Linked DNA regions of Canis lupus: region 1 is linked to region 2. A link is a contact called in public Hi-C data. All regions are on one chromosome and are shown on one strand. Each heading gives the region's core, a stretch centred on a gene start, on an enhancer-like site or on the middle of the called end of the contact. The rest is flanking DNA. Distances are from core to core; before and after follow the strand shown. Region 1 overlaps SERGEF (secretion-regulating guanine nucleotide exchange factor). Region 2 holds the start of MYOD1 (myoblast determination protein 1).

Region 1 (2,702 bases), core at 2-2,501, 250 kb after region 2:
CCCCACCAGGAAAGAGGAGAAGGATTCCTTGAATGGGATCCGAGCCCCCCGCCGGGGACCACTGGGCCCTTCCCCAGACCATCTGGTGAGCTTGCAGCGTGGCTGGTGTTTCCACCCACTGAGGACAGATGGGGAAACCGAGGACCCACGGTGAAGCCCCATGGACCCACGGGGTCAAAGCCGGCCCTAGAGCCACGTGGCACTGGGCTTCGCTGTCAGGCTCGGGGAGCCAAGGCTCCCTGCTCCGGGCCCCTCGAGAAGGCGGGGAGCAGCAGGGCCACAGGCTGGGTCTCCTGAGCACAGCCACGGGCACAGCACGGCCTCCACGTCCCAAAGCTGCAGCCACTCCCTGCCATTCACGCTCTCCGAGCCTCTCCTCCGTGCCCAGGGAGATGCAGAGGTGAATAAAACAGAACAAGTCTCTCACTTGGTAGGGCTCTCGTCTGCTGAGGAGACAGTGACAACAGCTAAGTAAACAAACAGAGATACCATGGTTTCAGGCAGTGACAACTGCTATCGTGAAAAATAAAGCCGGGCAGGGAGAAGAGCATGCTGAGAGGGTGGCGGTGGCTATTTTCATGTGGGGAGACAGCGAGGGCCTCTACGTGAGGTGACAGTGGGCAGAAAGCACCCAAGCGTGGCCACAGCTTCGTGGGGCACAGGGTAGTGCCGGAGCACAGAGAGCAGAGGTACGCGATGTCCCCTGGCCAGCTGCCACCCGAACCTCCCCCGACTGCTCCCCACCCCACCCTGCACTGCTTCTAAGGCCTCCTCCCCAGCAGCCTACCCCCCACACACACTCCCAGGAAGAGAGAATGGTATTTGCTCCTCCCTGCTCTGCAGCCTGAGAGTCACCTGCCACATCTCCAGCACAGTCGCGTCGAGGGGAGGTAGCATGATGGAACAAAAGGCGTATGACCTCAGACATCAAACAGAGCATGGTCCGAGCGTTTGCTCTGCTTAACTAGCTGTGTTACTTTGGATACGCCACTCAGCCTCTCTGAGCCTTAATTTCCTCACTCGGGATGCAAAGGAAGTGAAGCTATAAGGAGTATCTAAGTGGCAGCATCTGACAGTGCATCTAGGGTAGGTGCTTGGCAAAGACTGGTTCCCTGCCCTGCATGAGCACCCTTTTTGTCCGACCAACTAACTCATGTCTTACTGCAGTATAAGGCCATGGGCCGGCCCTGTCTGTTGGGTGTGGTGGCTGTGAGATGACCGTTGAGGAAGATCCCATGATGGCCCAGCCTCATGAGAGGGCCCTGACCCAGAGGAGAGCTGCGCAGACAGGCGGGAGCAGAAAAGACACCGGGCAGTGCCCTTACTGCAGGTGCAAGGGTGAAAATCATTAGGACCAGATGCTCAAAGAAACCAGGATCCAGGCGGACACTCAAATGCTGTCCTCTTCCCTCCTCACCTCTGGCTCACTGGCCCAGGGCCCGGGCCCTTGTCTCCTGGCTCTCCTGGGGGGCAGCCAGCTAGAGGCCAAAAACGATCTCAGTTCTTCTCTTGAGCAAGGAGACAATCGGTATTAACTCACAGCAAGACCTTAGGTAACCTCTTCCTTCCCTGGGCCTGAGTTCTCCCATCCATAAATAGAGGGCCTGGGTGACCTCTAGGGGTCCTTCCAGCTCTGACCTTGCTAATTCTGACTCTGGATGCTGGCCCTACTCATCGCACCCCAAGGCTGTCTGCCTGCCTACTGCTGCCATCTGGTGGCCCTCCAGGCCTAGCCGCACTTGGCTCTGCCCAGGCCCCTCTGCAAGTGGCTTATTTGAACAATCCTACTTCAGAGCATGAAATCTTGCTTCTGCTTCAGCGGGACACACCCACCACACTTCCATGGACCACAGATCGATGGGTATTCATTGCCAAACATATAAACCAAAAATAATGCCAGCACTTCATCTCTCTAGCAGAGATGACACCACCGCAGCTGAGAGCCTGACCTCGCTGCCCAAAGAGAGGAAGGAGCTATCCAAGATGTCACAGCTGCCTGGCTCCCGGACCAGCCCACAGTTCCACTTTACCACAATGCTGATGGGCACCCTGCAAACCAAAAATAAAGTCAGCCCGGGACCAAGGAAACAAAGCCTTTTGACAGTGGGAAACAAACTGTCAGGATTCCTTGCAAACTTCAAGCAACGCTAAGGCAGGACACGGGAACATATGAGCGCTGCTTGAAGAAATGCACAGGGAAATGACAAACTGGAGGTGCCCGAGGTATCCATCGCCTAACCTCAGAGGGCACCAGTCATGAGGACACCTGCAGGCCTTCTGTAGGCCAGCCTCCGAGTCACCACCCAGCGCAGATCCCAGGCCACGCATGCCACCTGCGGATGAGGAAGGCACGCTGGGGTAGCACCATGAGTCTGCATGAGCTTCTCCCACCAGACACGAGCACCTCGGGGTAGAGGTATGTCGTTTCTTCTCTATCTCCAGCGCCTGGCCAGAGCAGCTCAGTCAAGGCACATCCAGGCAGACCTCTCAAATTCCTACACAATTGTGGGAACTGTCCACATTTTGTGGACTCCGCTGACCACACTCTGGGCTCTGTCTGCAGCTTCTCCCAAACCCTATAGTGCAGACCCTGAGAAAACACACTGCGTGGCTTTAAATAGGTCACTTGCCTTTTCTGCCCTCTATTATCTCATATCTGCAGCATAATGGGCGTTCCACTAGATGATCCTCAAAGTCCTTTT
Region 2 (2,896 bases), core at 54-2,553:
CACAATCGCTCCAAGAAATCGCTCTTATTATCTCCAAATTTACAAACTGGGGAAACGGGAGGCTTGGAAGGCGATGTGACTTCCGCAAAAATCACACAGGAAAACTGTGGGATCCAGATTCGGACTTAGGTCATTGGTCTGCAAGCTCTACTCTCAAAGATTCCACTCTGATGTGGGGTTCCCAGGCTGAGTCCCGACGCTCCAGGCCTTTGCGCAGTGAACTTCGCTGGTGCAGCGCTGCACGCAACAAGGAGGCAAAACCGGAGCAGACAGTTTTCTTCCCAGTTGAAGACACATCTCCACCCAGCCCCGCACTGGACACTCCGCTGCGGAAACACACAGGTCGAGCTGGGCAGGAGTGCACTTCCCTGCCTCCAGCCTGGGGCAGGACCTGGGCTTGGCGAGATTGGCGCCAAGGGTCAGCAGCCATCCTCCTCTTCTGCACCATGCGGCTCTGTTCCTAGGCGGGCGGGCGGGGAAGGTGGGCTGGGCCCTCCGCCCTCTGAGCGACTCCCCAGGTGGGAACTGGCCGAGGACCGGCCGCCGCATCCAGTTTATCTCAGGTTCGCCCCCCCCTTTTTTTTATTTATGATAGTCACACACACACACAGAGAGAGAGGCAGAGACACAGGCAGAGGGAGAAGCAGGCTCCATGCACCGGGAGCCCGACGTGGGATTCGATCCCGGGTCTACAGGATCCCGCCCTGGGCCAAAGGCAGGCGCCAAACCGCTGCGCCACCCAGGGATTCCGGTTCGCCCCCAGGACTCTATGTCTCGCCGCAGGTTTCTCTGCTTCTGCCTCTAGCTTTCTGCTCGGTCTCTATCTCTTGGCCGTATCTCTCACTGTCTCACTATCTCCGCTCTGAGTGTGTCTCTGCCCCACTGCCACGGGTCTCTCTCCAAATCCCTCGCGATCTGTTCTACTCATCCCCTGCACCTGGGTCCCCCACAAATCCTAGGACAGAGGGAAGCCCAAAGTCAGCTTGGAGCTGGGCGCGCGCGGCCAACATTTTCCGAGGGCGCCGGACGCGGACGGCGCGGGGAGGTTTGGAGCGAGCGCGCCCGCGAGCCGAGTGCAGCCGCGTGGGGCTGCCAGCCTCTGCCTCGCTCCCAGCCCGGGGAGGGGCGGGAGCGCGCGCGCGGGGGTCGAGGGCTAGGGGGCTGGCCAGTCTCCTGCCCCAGCGGCCACCCTGGGGATCCCAAGCTCCTCCCCACCCCGTTTCTATTGGCCTCGGGCGCCCCCGCCCCCAGCCGCCCGCTCCCGCTCTGGGGCCCTTTAGCTACTACGGGATAAATAGCCCCGGGCGCCTGGCGTGAGGCTAGGGGTGGGGAAGCCCCGGGGCGCTGCAGCCGCTTTCCTCACCGGCGCATCAGGCCCGACAGGACCCGGCGGAGGGGGGGAAAGTCGGGTGTCCATTCAGACGACCCCGTACTTTACCATCGCACGGCCAGGGCTGCGGAGAGGCAGAAAGTTTGGGGCAACCCCTGGCGAAGCCGGGACTGCGCCACCCCCTGCCGGGATATGGAGCTGCTGTCGCCGCCGCTCCGCGACGTAGACTTGAGCGGCCCCGACGGCTCCCTCTGCAACTTCGCCTCGGCGGATGATTTCTACGATGACCCGTGTTTCGACTCCCCCGACCTGCGTTTCTTCGAGGACCTGGACCCGCGCCTCGTGCACGTGGGCGCGCTCCTGAAGCCCGAGGAGCACTCGCACTTCCCTGCGGCCGTGCACCCTGCGCCAGGCGCGCGCGAGGACGAGCATGTGCGCGCTCCCAGCGGGCACCACCAGGCCGGCCGCTGTCTGCTGTGGGCCTGCAAAGCGTGCAAGCGCAAGACCACCAACGCCGACCGCCGCAAGGCCGCCACCATGCGCGAGCGGCGCCGCCTGAGCAAAGTCAACGAGGCTTTCGAGACGCTCAAGCGCTGCACGTCCAGCAACCCGAACCAGCGGCTGCCCAAGGTGGAGATCCTGCGCAACGCGATTCGCTACATCGAAGGTCTGCAGGCGCTGCTGCGCGACCAGGACGCCGCGCCCCCTGGTGCCGCCGCTGCCTTCTACGCGCCTGGCCCGCTGCCCCCAGGCCGTGGCGGCGAACACTACAGCGGCGACTCCGACGCGTCCAGCCCGCGCTCCAACTGCTCCGACGGCATGGTAAGGCCAGGACCCCGAGCTAGAGAAGTGAGGGCAGCTCTTGCTGTATCTGGGACGCGTTGCACAAGGCGGGGAGTTGGCCCTCCAGAGGGAGGTTTGGGCCGGGAACCTTCTGGGGAGTGGACCCTGGTGTCCTGAGCAGCCGTCACCGGGGTGGCCTGATGCTCTGGGGGCGCACGGGACAAATGCGATCCACCCGGCCGGGGGCGCTGTTAGAGCTCTGCTGCAGCGACCTGGAGTTGTGCTTTTCTGCACTCATCCCTATTTACAAAATAGACTTATGCTCCTAGGCGACTGTCCACGCGCTGGTTGGCCCGGGAGATTGCAGACAATCTCCGTCCGCCCCTGTCCCCCAGCCAGGGCCCAGATCTCGTGGCGGAGACATGGGGAGTTGGGGCAGGTGGTTACAGAGAGTGATGCTCTGGCCCCCCGCGGTCCCCGAGCCTGACTCGGTCGCCCTTGCCCTTGCCGTTTGCAGATGGACTACAGCGGCCCCCCGAGCGGTGCCCGGCGGCGGAACTGCTACGATGGCACCTACTACAGCGAGGCGCCCAGCGGTGCGTATTTGCGCCTCCTTCCCACGTTACCCGCTTTGAGCTGCCACGGCTTCCCTCTATCTGGACCTCCCCCTCCCCCTAATCCCGGAGACGGTACAGGGAATGAAATACTAAGCGTGCAGCCCACTCCCTTTTCGCTCCGTGCTCTCCCTGGGTCCTCAGGTTCCCGTCTGCCCCCAAGCACTGA

Evidence for each region. Hi-C and Micro-C count contacts between places; a contact is called where the count stands out from the background.
Region 1: a contact with region 2 is called in a Hi-C map of skin fibroblasts, with 3 times the contacts expected there. The contact joins the enhancer-like site here to the promoter of MYOD1 in region 2. A contact is called at or near these places in 3 of 9 Hi-C or Micro-C datasets (amygdala, liver and skin fibroblasts).

Annotation. Positions count from the first base shown.
Region 1 is chr21:41,169,515-41,172,216 of UU_Cfam_GSD_1.0, forward strand. All of the region lies in intron 8 of SERGEF (secretion-regulating guanine nucleotide exchange factor), which reads right to left. Among named protein-coding and RNA genes, the nearest start is that of SERGEF, 33 kb to the right of the region's middle. Within about 2 kb of position 1,252, at least 4 of the 20 cell types and tissues checked have an H3K27ac peak or open chromatin away from gene starts, as enhancers often do.
Region 2 is chr21:40,920,142-40,923,037 of UU_Cfam_GSD_1.0, forward strand. MYOD1 (myoblast determination protein 1) reads left to right here and starts at 1,304. Exons shown (of 3, transcript XM_038568190.1): 1 at 1,304-2,152; 2 at 2,631-2,709. The coding sequence starts at 1,523.